2 separate regions of the Gossypium hirsutum genome follow, and region 2 is linked to region 1. A link is a contact called in public Hi-C data. All regions are on one chromosome and are shown on one strand. Each heading gives the region's core, a stretch centred on a gene start, on an enhancer-like site or on the middle of the called end of the contact. The rest is flanking DNA. Distances are from core to core; before and after follow the strand shown. Region 1 has its middle 5.6 kb from the start of LOC121216325. Region 2 holds the start of LOC107926091 (probable receptor-like protein kinase At2g39360).

What was found. Hi-C and Micro-C count contacts between places; a contact is called where the count stands out from the background.
Region 2: a Hi-C map of leaf shows a contact between it and region 1, with 4 times the contacts expected there. The contact joins the promoter of LOC107926091 here to the enhancer-like site in region 1. A contact is called at or near these places in 15 of 34 Hi-C or Micro-C datasets (anther, hypocotyl, leaf and 2 more).

The regions. Positions count from the first base shown.
Region 1 is chrD04:10,938,372-10,945,120 of Gossypium_hirsutum_v2.1, forward strand. No RefSeq gene overlaps it. Among protein-coding and RNA genes, the nearest start is that of LOC121216325, 5.6 kb to the right of the region's middle. Within about 2 kb of position 4,915, at least 7 of the 9 cell types and tissues checked have an H3K27ac peak or open chromatin away from gene starts, as enhancers often do. A contact at or near this core is called in hypocotyl and leaf, where this site is marked.
Region 2 is chrD04:10,994,103-11,000,742 of Gossypium_hirsutum_v2.1, forward strand. LOC107926091 (probable receptor-like protein kinase At2g39360) reads left to right here and starts at 2,699. Exons shown (of 2, transcript XM_041091949.1): 1 at 2,699-3,197; 2 at 3,462-5,986. The coding sequence starts at 3,758. The coding sequence ends at 5,869.

The sequences.
Region 1 (6,749 bases), core at 3,665-6,164:
GATAAAAATTTAATTATGTTATCTGTAGAAAAAACTTCTATAGAAATACTATTAGTAGAAAATCATAAATTTGTTTGTGACAAAATTTTCACCACCAAGAAAGGAACAAATTAAACAACTTGAAACAAGTCATTGATTGTTTAAAATATTAGATAATAATTTTAGTGAAGAACCATTAAAATTATAGCAAAATAGCCTTAGATATTGTAGTATTAAATTGGAAAATCCCAATAAAATTTTTAGAGTAAAACCTATGATCTATACTAAACAAGATATAGAAGAATTTAATATACAAATTAAGAAATTATTAGAAAAATGATTAATAGAAAAAACTAATAGTCCACATTCTAGTTCAACCTTAATGGTTAGAAATCATGTAGATATAAAAAGAGGAAAAGCTAGGATGGTCATTAATTATAAAAGATTAAATCAAAATATTATTTTTGATGGTTATTTTATTCCAAGAAAAGATGTTTTAATTAATCAGGCTAAACCGACAAAATATTTTAGTAAATTTTACTGTAAATCAAGATTCTGGCAAATCATGCTAACAGAAGAGTTTAAATCTTTAACAACTTTTAGTGCACCCAATGGACATTACTATTGGAAAGTGATGTCATTTGAATGCACCACAAATATTCCAAAGATGGATGAATTCTATTTTTAATAAATATAAGAAATATAGATGATATTTTCAGATACTCTAGAATTACATAGAAAATATATAAATATTATTTCTCAAGAATTCATAAAACATGAAATCATATTAAGCCCTAAGAAAATAGAGTTAGAAAAAACAGAAATAGAATTTTTAGGATTAAATTTTTTTGTGGATGGTCTTAAAATACAAGATCATATTATAGTAAAAATAAAAAAAAATTCTGAAGAATATTGAAGATAAAAAGCAACTTCAACAATTTTTATTAATATAAATTATGGAAGAAATTTCTTTCCGAACTTATTAGAAAAAATAGGTATGTTATATGAAAATTTAAAAAAGAATAAACCCTTTATATGGTCTAAAATAGACTAAGAAATTATAAAAAAAATTAAAATATGAAATCAATCAGATCCAAAAGTTTATTTACCTAAATAAGGAGATAAATTAATTTTAGAAACAGATGCCTCACAAAATCATTGGGATGTATCTTAAAAGCAAGAATAATAAATAACGAAGAATATAAATGTGGATATAGTTCAGGAAACTTTAAACCAAATGAAATTAATTATGTCATATTTGAAAAAGGAATTGCTAGCTAAAAGAAAGGAATAAAAAATTTTATTATATATTTAGCACCTGAAAAAGTTATCATAAAAACTGATAATCTGACAGTTAAACGTTTCTTTACTAATAAAAGTTTGGAAACTATACCAAGAAGAATTAGATGGTATAATGAATTACGTACTTTTAATTTTAAAGTTTTATATGTCAAAGGTACTGATAATATTATTGCTGATTATCTTAGCAGGCCTTATAGATAGAGGTAATCAATCTCTAGAAAAAGTCAGTGAATAGACTACTGTTCATAAAAAGCTCAACAAAGAGAACACCTTCAAATAAAAAAAATCCTAATCAAGGATTTGTGACAATCCCTTCTCAAGTATCATTTTATCCTAATCAATGATATTATGTCTCATATTTAATGGTAAGACAACTAGTTGGAACTCAATTCTCATTTACACCACAATCGGTAAGTCAACTACTTTGGTCACAAGATTCAAATTCAGCGTACCAAGCTAGTTATGCTGAAATTATTCAAGTAGTAGAAAATTTTTGTGCGACAAAAAATTTGTTAAAACCACAACAAATTCAAAAAATAAAAGATTTTTATAATCCAAGCTTACCATTAGAATTATATAATTTTATTAATGAAATATGGAAAACTCATATTACTCAACAAAGAGCAAACTTTAGAAGAACTCTTACTAAACTTTCACAATTTTAGTTAAAAAAACAATTAAAGAACAAAAAATTCATGAGTTATTATTAAAATTTATTTTAAATCATGATTGGGAAGAAGTAGAAATTAGTTTTTTAGATATTAATGAGATAAACAATCTTCTTGATAAATCTCAGTATTTTATTACCAGGGGAATAGGTAATCCTATTATAAATAAAATATTTAGATTATGTTTATATAATAAGACTAAAATTATATTACTTATAGAAATATTTACTAAAATTGATGGATCTATTTGCAACCAGCAAGCTCAATTTTAAAAAGCCTTTCCTAAATATTTTTTACAGACTTATATTTTTACAAATCATTTAGATGAAAAATTTCATACTATAAAATTTAGACTTAATCATGAACCATTTAATATAAGCTATATTGAATGGAGTTTTGTTAAAGAAATAACAGATCAATTTTTTTTCATTTATTAAAAGATTTTTCAGCATTTATTAAATATATGTTATTACGATTGGAAAGATTATTTCTTTTACTACTTTCATCTTGAAATCAATAGTCTTATTGGTATAGCTGAAAGAGAAAAATTTTATCAACCATATCAAATTTGGACTATCTTAAAAATACTCGGAGGAAAAACCTATCTGCAGCTACAGAAGAGAAAGAACACTTGACAAAATATGTTGACAAGTGTTACAATAATCTTGGTTATTATCAAATCCAAGCAGGAATAGATCTAATAGCCAAAGTCCAATTTCTACTTCAACAAGATTCTTATAGCTTTTGGACTGATGGACGAAGAATATTGGCATATAATGCTGGATATCACCCGGATGGTATAAATGAAGAATTCGTCAACTATTAAAAAAGGCAACTGAAATGGAGATTGATGATTTTCCTTTCCATATAATTGAAGACATAAATAATACATGGGAAAGTTGGAACTGACCAAGATTGTAAATTGATTCATTAAATTTAGATGAAATTGAAGAAATGAATCTAGACAATATCTAAGAAAGTTAGCATAAAAGACAGAGGAAGTTACGTGGAAAAAATCAACCAAAAAAAAGGCAAAAAAGGAAGCTACGTGAAAGCAACCACAACCGAACAAAAATATCATCAATCAAGGATGAGACATCATCTTTATTAGGAAACTGTGTGGGATTCAAATTTAATTAAACAAAATTCTGTATAACTCCTATAAAAAGAGGTGGAAGAAGCCTAAAAGGGGAATTCAAATTTGGAATTCAAGTTTTGCATAAAAACTTGATTCAAATTATCCTTCAAGTTACATTTCAAAAATTTTCCTTTCTCTCTTTTGTAAAATTATCCTTCAAGTTACATTTCAAAAATTTTCCTTTCTCTCTTTTGTAAAATCTTTCTTTTATTACTAGTTTCATTCTGTAACCTTACCCATCATCTGTCCTCCTGTAAATGGGTGAAGGAATGGTTTTTTTGATAAAAAATTTAATTAATTATATGATTTTTTTTAAAAAAATTTCTAATTCCCCGAGCGTCTCATCATTGTTAAAATGGGAAAGTCAAAATTATTTATTTTAAAATTATTTTATTTAAATTCTTAAAAATATAATGAGTATTTTAAATGATTTAATAAAATTGGACATGTGGTGCACAATTATTAGTCGAACTGATAAAAACTAATGGCGTCATTTAAGTACCTAAAAATGTATCACTTTGGGTTATGCTTGTTAACTTTGGATACCAATTAGATCCAAAACAATTTAAGTACAAAGTAAGTTTAAATTATCAAGTTTAGTTACACCCGTATCTATTAATCCTTTTAAAAATTAAACTCTTTTTATTTTAATAAAAACAAAATTGATTCTACTACTCAACCATTAATTTAATTACCTTTGCTCAAATTCATATAGAATTAGTATTCCTCTTAATATTATGTTTTGATCAATAAACTATAAAAATATTCTATTTGGTCATTAATGTTTATAATTGGTTCAATTTTAGTCATTTCCCGTTAAATGGTTAGTAAAAATGATAACTTAATTTTTTGGAATTTGTATAATAATACATTTAGTCTTCAATACTTATAAATTCTATTAATTTTATTCTAATTCTAAATAATTAAACAAAAGTGATCCTCTAAATTTACAACTTTTATCAGTTTGGTCCTCAAACACATTTCCATTGGGAAATGGTATTGGAATTTTTATTAATTATATTTGGGAAATTTAGAAAATCTATTTGTGAACTTTAAAGAATCTATTTGATGATGATTAATATGTAATTTTGTGTTTGATGTCAGTTCAAAAAAAAAATTTACATATTAATCAAAATTAGAAAAATACAATCCTTTAGAATAATGAGTTAACGACAACAATGTCTTTAATTCATAAAAACTAAGAAGTACTTTGGGATACCCATCTTTCTTTCATTAGTTGTAATTGTGAGAGGATTTTGTACTTTTTAAATAAAATTTAATTATTTTTCAATTTATATTTTTCAAGTGCTGTACAAAAGAGAAATAGATCTTATATTGGTTATCAATATCAGGCTAATAGTGATAAACCCCACTAATTAATAAGAATTAATAAATTTATCTCATAATAATATAAAACAGCTCTTTATTTTTTTTTTAATTTCTGATTATGTAGTTTATTATACTTTTGTAGAGCGAAATATGTGACAAGTCCTCTAACAGTCTGTAAGCGATCTTTTGCGGACCCTTGAATGACTTTGTCTGTAGATGCGATCTTTTGCGAACTCTTGAATGATTTTATCTATAAATGTAATTTTTTGCGAACCTTTGAATGATTTTGTCTATAAATGATCTGTAAATCACCATTGTGAAGCACCTCTCGTTAAGGCCATCTAAACTTAATTGTCTCGTATAGCCTCAAAGATAGAAATGTTAGAACAAGATAATCTACGACATAGGCAGAATCACGCAATACATACCATAGTGGCAACTAACCTGCAATGAAACTGATACTGGCCAACCCATACAACCTTGCAAGACATCTTACAAACTGTCGTGTAGCACTATAAGACAAAGGATGGTCTACGATTTTAACTTGAGTGTACAAGTGGGATCCTTCCATCAGCACTATCACCTTGGTCAACTTCTCCTTCTTCCTTCACCTTCCCCTCGAGGGAAAGTCTCCTTCTCTCACTCTCCTACTATCAGCTCTTCGTTTTGCTTAAGTAAATCAGTCCTCTTTTCCTCCATCACAACCTCTTTGTTGGTAATTCGTATCAACATAGTAGTTTAATTTTAATGTTTTTGAGACTTTAATTGAAAAAACCAACGATGAGCTGCATTTTCTAATGACTTCGTTAAGTATTAACAAAGTAGTTAAGATTCTTCTTCAAGAATTGAAGCTTGTTGAAGTTGTGAAATAGTTCCTGCAAAAGGAGCCGGTATGGAGTTCAAGCAAAAGGGCCAGGGCTGAGATGGGTTTTTCTTTGTGAAGCTCAAGATTTGTGATTTTTGGAGTGAGTATTTTTATCTTGGTTAAAATATGATAATAGTTCCAATATTTTTTACAAAATTTGAGATTTAGTCCATACTTTAAAAGTTAAAAATTCGATCTCTTACTTTTTCAATTTAAAAATCTTATAGTCCTATGATTATCAATTAAAATTTGCCAACATAACATGTTTACCTCTCATCAAATCATATGTCACATCACGAGGGTAGCCTCATCAACATGTTAAATTCACAAAATTTAATGAAAAATACATGATTTGATTTTCTGTTCATGGAATCAGAAACAAAAACAAGATTTGGGTCCTTTTTGAAGCTTTAAAGGTGTGCTTTATGGGTGGCGGTGCTTCTAAGAGGTGGTTTTTTGTTTGTTAAGGAGGGTTGGGAAAATGAAAGTTGAAAGCGGAGGGTTTGTCGACCATTCAAATACCAAGATTACTGTGTAGTCAATTTGATGGCTGCCGAGTGTAACTAAACTTCGAGGAGTCAAAGTCCAGAGGGGAGTGATCCAAGATCTGAGATTTTTAGCCTGTAACAATAATTGGAGTTGGGTTAGAATTTGGGTTCGTCTGCATGCCTTGGATTTTGTTTTGTTGGGCATTTGTATACAATTTATTTGGACTCCTCCTAGTTTACTAACCCTTTGGATAGTCTTTACCCAATTGGGTTTATTAATAAACAAAATTGCAACTCCAATTTTTCAATTCTCTGCTTATTAATTATTATAACTCATCCGTCACTCGTATATTTCTTTCCCAACATTTTTCATGAATAAAAATTGCAAAGTTCAAAGGAAAATTTCCACTCCCTACAATAATTTTTATATATAAAAACTAACATTAATAATTATTCCATTTTTCTTTAGTTGTGAAATATTTTTTTAAATTTGATTAAAATATTTTTAATTTTTAATTTTTGTTAAAGATATATTTTAATATTAAAATATTTATAATTACGATTATATTTTCAGTTTATGATCAAGATATGTTTGAGGACCAAATTGATAAAAAAATTGTTAATGTTAAGGGCTAAGTTCAATTATTTAGAATTAGGACCAAATTGATAGATTTTATAAGTGTTGAGGACTAAAATATTATTATACCAATTAAAAATGCCACATTATCAATTTTGTTAATGATCTAACAAAAGGTAATCGAAATCAGATTGCAAATGCTAGTGACAAAATTGAATTTTTTTTTATTTTGATAAGCAAAACAATAACATACTAATAATTGGATGAGTGATGATGTAGTTGAACCAAAGAAAACAGGGTAATTTATTTTGATTACTCAACTACTACATTTTTTGTTTTAGTCACTCAACTTTTTGAAATTAAATATTTTAATCTCTCCTCCGTTAGTTGCCTAACAGAAGTC
Region 2 (6,640 bases), core at 1,449-3,948, 54 kb after region 1:
CAATACAATTCATATTCAATTCAGTCCATTTCACATCTTAGGCAAAAGTATCATTTTGCCCCTATACTTTTAATTAATTTCGATTTCGTCCCTAGGCTCGGAAAATGAAATTCATGCAATTTAATTCTTATTTCAAGCCTAGCTGATTTTTACATGTCACAATAGCAGCCCATGTATTTCATAAAATTCAAAATTTTTCCATGAATTTTACAACTTCTTAATTTAGTCCCTAAATCATAATTTCATCAAAATTCCCTTTACAAAAGTTGTTTATCTATCAACAACCTTCCATTTTCTACCATAAAACTTCATAATTCAACTATATTCATCCATGGAAAAACCCTAGTACTTTGATAACTTTGAAAATTAATCATTAAGATAGTTAAATTGAGCTATTACGATATCAGAAACATAAAAAATTACTAAAAACGGCACTTGAATACTCACCTAATTGAGCCAAATAAGCCTGCTACCTTCAAGCTCTTCTAACTAGGTTTTCCATGTAAAATAATTTGGGAAAGATGATGAAAAAGATGATATTTTGTTATTTAATCATTTATCATCTTTTATTATTTCACTTTCCAATTTAGTCATTTTCTTTATTAGATTTTCCCATGATGACTAATCATGTTTATCTACTAACTCCACTTAATGGTCTATTTGTCATATAAGGACCTCAAATTTTGAATTCTATAGCTATTTGATACATATAGCTACTAGAATCCAACTATTGCACTTTATGCAATTTGGTCCTTTCAATTAAATTAAACATGTAATCAGTAAAATTTCTTTACAAATTTTTCATACGATATTCCTATCATAATGCAGACCATGAAATAATATTAAAATAATTTTCCTTTCGGACTCGGATTTGTGGTCCCGAAATCACTGTTCCGATTTCACTGAAAACGGGCTGTTACACAATGACTCGGCCTAATATCACTCATGCAGTTCATATAGTTAGTCAATTCTTGACATCTCCCATATCATCTGATTTTTCAGTAGTTCTTCATATTCTTCAATATGTCTAGGGTACACTTTTTTATGGTATTCATTTCTTTGCTTCATCTTCCTTTGTTCTCCTTCAATACTATGATGCTGATTGGGCAAGAGATCCTACATATCAACATTCAACCACTGGTTATTGTTTCTTTCTAGGTGATTCCCTCATTTCTTGGCAAAGTAAGAAACAAACTTTTGTTGCTCGCTCTAGCACCGAATTTGAATATCGTGTTCTTACTGATGCCACTTCAGAGTTATTTGGCTACGCCGACTACTTAAAGATATGGGACTCTTGTCTCCTACTGCTACTATCCTACATTGTGATAATTGCAATGCAATTCAGATCGCTCATAATGATGTGTTTCATGAACGTACAAAACACATAGAGATTAACTGTCATTTTGTATGAAATCATGTTACTCAAGGAACTCTACACCTTGCTTTTGTCTCCACATTAGCTCAGATCGCAGACATTTTCTCAAAGACTCATCTTCCAACCATATTTCAAGACTTAGTTTCCAAACTCAAGCTACAGTCCACAGCACCATCTTGAGTTTGAGGGGGATGTTAATGTAAATCTGTATTAATCTGATTCTAGCATGCAAATTAGGCTATGATCTAGGATTTTTGTCTAGTTAGTTTCCATGTATAGTTTCTAGGTACTAGTATAAATATCTATCACTTGTACAGTAATAGACAGACAAAAATTCATTCCTCTTTCTTTTTTCTTAAGTTTATAATAGTCAAATTCAAGATTTAGATCGATCTTTGTCTTCACCCATTAACTTTGAAGGGCATAAGTTCGAGTATATCGGGTAGGCCTTTTGGCTTGGGATTTAGGTGTTGTTTGATAAAATGAAAAATTAAGTGATGAAAAAAATAAGTGCTTAAAATTTAAGTACTGAATTTAAGTCATAAAATTTGTTTGATATATTACTTAAAATTAATTGTGGAATATAACTAGATTGTTGGATAAATATAGATTTTAAATTATAAAAAATATATATTCTACATTTTATCCTTATTTTTTAAACATTTTCTCTTATTCTAAAAAAATAAAATGTAAAATTTTTATAGAATGATATAATATTAAAATAAATAAAATTTAATTTAATTAATTGAAAATATTCTCTATTAAGTGATAAGTAGCTCTTATTTACTTACTATTTTTCATATTTTTTTGTAAAACTATTCTATTAAATTGTTTTAATTTTGAATTACATGCCTAAAAATTTAAATCGATTTTCAATAAATTATGGACTTAGTAACCTATCATTGTGGATTTTAATTGTGTCTATCAATTTTTATTAATGAATTCTTCCTTTAAAAGAGATAGATTACAAAGATATTTTTATTTAAATTTAATCGTAACATAATTTTAATTTTTTATATAATTATAGTATCTTTCATAAATTATTCATAAAAATATTTTAATATTAATAAATAATTCAAACTTTGGCAAAAATATTTGATATTATGACCTAACGCATATAGCTTCAATAATATGTTTCATGTGTAACCCCGACCAATAAACATATTTAAGCATTACTAATACAAAAGAGATGCCGCAAACTTAAAATATTTATGTGAACCATTTAATTCTAAGTTTGATTTGTAAACTGTTTTTTGGTTTCCTTACACCAACCAAAGACATGGAACTGATAAACTAAAACCACCAAACGTACGACAAAGCTTTTTAACGTTATTCACGACAGGAAAGTGAGACTCAGCTGCCCTTCATAGCTGTCTTCCTCTTCCCTCTTCGACCTTTCCATTTTATATTATTTTTGAACTACAATCTTATCAACTTTCCAATCCATTTATTATTTTCTTTTCAATACCATGAACTTGTCAAACATCCCACACGTTGATCCTTAACACATTTTAATTATTTTTGGGTTTGAAGTTCGCTTTCTCGTTACCTGTTTGATTTTCTTATCTGGTGCTTTGAATAGCTACAAGTTGTGGAGCTCATGAATGTGACGGTTTTTGTTTGTATTTTCAACTTGGGTTTTTTATGCTGTTGATGTTTTCATTAGTCGGCAATCTTCTTTCAATCTTTTCTCTTTGATTAATTACTGTGTCAGGTGACGTTTTCAGGTCACCCTTTTTGTTTATTCATTTGTTCATTGGGTGTTTCTCAAATTGCTCCATCGGTGAAGTAACAACCCAGCTCTCAACTTTTTTTATCACAGGTTAGTCTGTTTTCTTTTAGTGTACTGTGCCTATATATATAGGTTACTGTCTGCTACAATTTCTAATTTTTGCTACTGGGTTCTTGACCATCTCTTGTTTTTTTCCATTTTTAATGCATTTGGTCTCTCTTGATTATCTCTAGTATTTGCCATTTCCACTGCAATCTTTGTCCTCCATTGGAGATTCTTTCATGGATAATCCTGGGAATTTTGGTTTCATTATTTGGATTTCATCCATCTATGGTTTACTTCATCTTTCACTAGGATTCAACCCTGTAGATAACTATTTGATAGACTGTGGATCCATTAAGAACATATCAGTGGGTGATAGAGTATTTCAAGCTGATAATTCCACTTCATCATATAATCTTTCAACCCCACATCAGATTTTCGCAATTTCGAGTTCGAATTCGAATCCAACCTCACTTTACTGTGATTCACCTCTGTATCAAACGGCTAGAATCTTCAACGCAACTTCCCATTACAGTTTTCCAATCAAACAACAAGGGAGGCACTGGATTCGGCTTCATTTCTTTGCTTTCGTATTCGAAAAGTTCGATATGAGCAAGGCGAAATTCTCTGTTTTCGCGCAAAACTTTACACTTCTCAGAGCTCAAATGGGGGATGGATATATTGTTAAGGAGTATAGCCTGAACATTACTTCTAATAAACTGATTCTTACTTTTAGACCTGCTGTCAATTCATTTGCTTTTATCAATGGCTTGGAAGTTTTCTCAGTTCCGGATAATCTCTTTCCGGAAGAGGTCAGAACAATTGATCTGCAAGGTGGTAACAAGATTCTACAGGAGCAAGCACTGGAGACGGTTGCAAGGGTCGATATGGGGAACACGACTGTTCTTCCTCAAAACGATACCTTATGGCGACTTTGGATCTCGGACAATGCGTATCTGATACACAATAATCTTGGATCATCGGTGTCAAATGTCTCAGCTGTGAATTTTACTGAAGTGACTGAGGATATTGCTCCTGCATCGGTATATGGCACTGCAACTATTTTGAACTCGAGTGATCCAAATCTGAATGCAAACTTGACATGGACCTTTGATGTTAACCCGGGTTTCGATTATCTTGTCCGGCTTCACTTTTGTAACATAATGAATGAACCCACTCAGCAAGCCATCTTTCTTGAAATCTTTATTGATTCACGTCATGCAGGTCACCTTGATCTTGGTTCAAGGACATCGGATGTTTTTGGTGCCCCATATTTCATGGATGTCTGCACAAGAGTATCCGGTAGTACTAAGCTTAATGTAAGTGTTGGTCCGTCTAAGCTCAATAACCCTACGGTCATCCTCAATGGTTTGGAGATCATGAAGATAAACGATGCTAGGGGGAATCTTGATGTTCCCGATGTTGTTTCCTCGGGACATTCTGAGATAAAAGTTGTAGTTATAGTTGTTATTGCTGTTGGATCGTTTGTCGTTGTTGTTTCGGTTGTGATTGTCATCCTTTTCTGCAGAAGAAGAAGAATGAAGCCAGTTCTGGGGAAAGAACAGCACTTTCTGATGAATCGGGGACAAAAAGTTCATACTACTGGAAGTACATACTCTAATGGAACTTCCATACTTTCCAGCCCAATGATTGGCTATCGATATCCTTTCATGGCAATTCTCGAGGCTACTGATAATTTCAGTGAAAATTTGGTAATCGGTGTTGGTGGTTTCGGTAAGGTTTATAGAGGAATATTGAAAGATGAAACCGAGGTTGCAGTCAAGAGGGGAACTCCTCAATCAAACCAAGGGCTTGCAGAATTCCGGACGGAGATCGAAATGTTATCTCAATTCCGACATCGACATTTAGTATCACTGATCGGTTACTGCGATGAACAAGATGAGATGATCATAATTTATGAGTACATGGAGAATGGGACACTCAAGAATCATCTATATGGCTCAAATCTTCCTAGTTTGAGTTGGAGACAAAGGCTTGAGATATGCATTGGATCAGCTAAAGGGCTTCACTATCTTCATACAGGTTCAGCTAAGGCTATCATACACCGCGATGTCAAGTCTGCAAACATATTACTCGATAAGCATTTCATGGCTAAAGTTGCTGATTTCGGACTTTCAAAGACCGGTCCTGATATTGATCAGACACATGTGAGTACCGCGGTCAAAGGAAGCTTCGGGTATCTTGATCCAGAGTATTTGACGAGGCAGCAACTAACAGAGAAATCAGATGTGTACTCCTTTGGTGTTGTCTTGCTTGAAGTCCTTTCGGGAAGGGCTGTTATTGATCCATCACTTCCCAGAGAAAAGGCAAATTTGCTCGAGTGGGCAATGAAATCATACCGAAGTGGGAAACTGGAAGATATTGTGGATCCTTGCCTTGTTGGTCAAGTAAAACCAGATTGTTTAAGGAAGCTTTGGGATATTATTGAGAAATGCTTGGCAGAAAATGGGATTTGCAGGCCTTCAATGGGAGAGGTCCTATGGAACTTGGAATACGCACTTCAACAACAAGAGAATGAAGAAAGATCCAATCAAAACAATGAACATTCTTCACATATCAGCTGTATTAGTACCTCAGAAACGAGTCGGCAATTCAGCCGAGCCAGTAGCGGCGTCAACGATGATGAACTTGCTGGAATTTCAATGAGTAAAATGTTTGCTGAAATGGTGAGACAGGAAAGACCTGTAAGAAACATCTGAATTCAATATTTATATGAAATCGAAGCTCAATTCAGCTTATTTATATCATTTTATAAATCTTTATATCGAACTGTACGCAAAAGATTTGATATTTGTATAGAATAGTTATTTAGTTTATTCATGTTTAATTTTTCTGCTTCGGATGAGATTTTTTTTTGCTTGGAATCATTTAATATTGGGATAAATCTCAAAACTATACATGAAGAATGATTTAATGTACAATTGTATTTATGAACTTTGATTTTATACAATTTTATACATGATTTTTTTTATTTGATCCAATTCTTGTAAATTATTAACCAAATTATTGATATAACATCATTTTTTATGTCGTATTAAATGATCTCGGCCGCTTGCTTTCTGTTCATATAATGCATACGGCTCTTGTTGCTAGCTGGGCCGATTCAATGGCTCTATATGAATTAGCTGTTTTTGATCCCTCCAATCCCGTTCTTGATCCAATGTGGAGACAATGTATGTTCGTTATAACTTTCATAACTCGTTTAGGGATAACCAATTCATGGGGCGGTTGGAGTATTACAAGGGGAGCTATAACAAATCCAAGTATTTGGAGTTACGAAGGTGTAGCCGGAGCACATATTGTGTTTTCTGGCTTGTGCTTCTTGGCAACTATTTGGCATTGTGTATATTGGGATTTAGAAATTTTTTGTGATGAGCGCACAGAAAAACCTTTTTAGAATATGGGTGTCGGACCCTTATGGACTAACTGACAAGGTCCAACCTGTAAATCCGACATGAGGCATGGAAGGT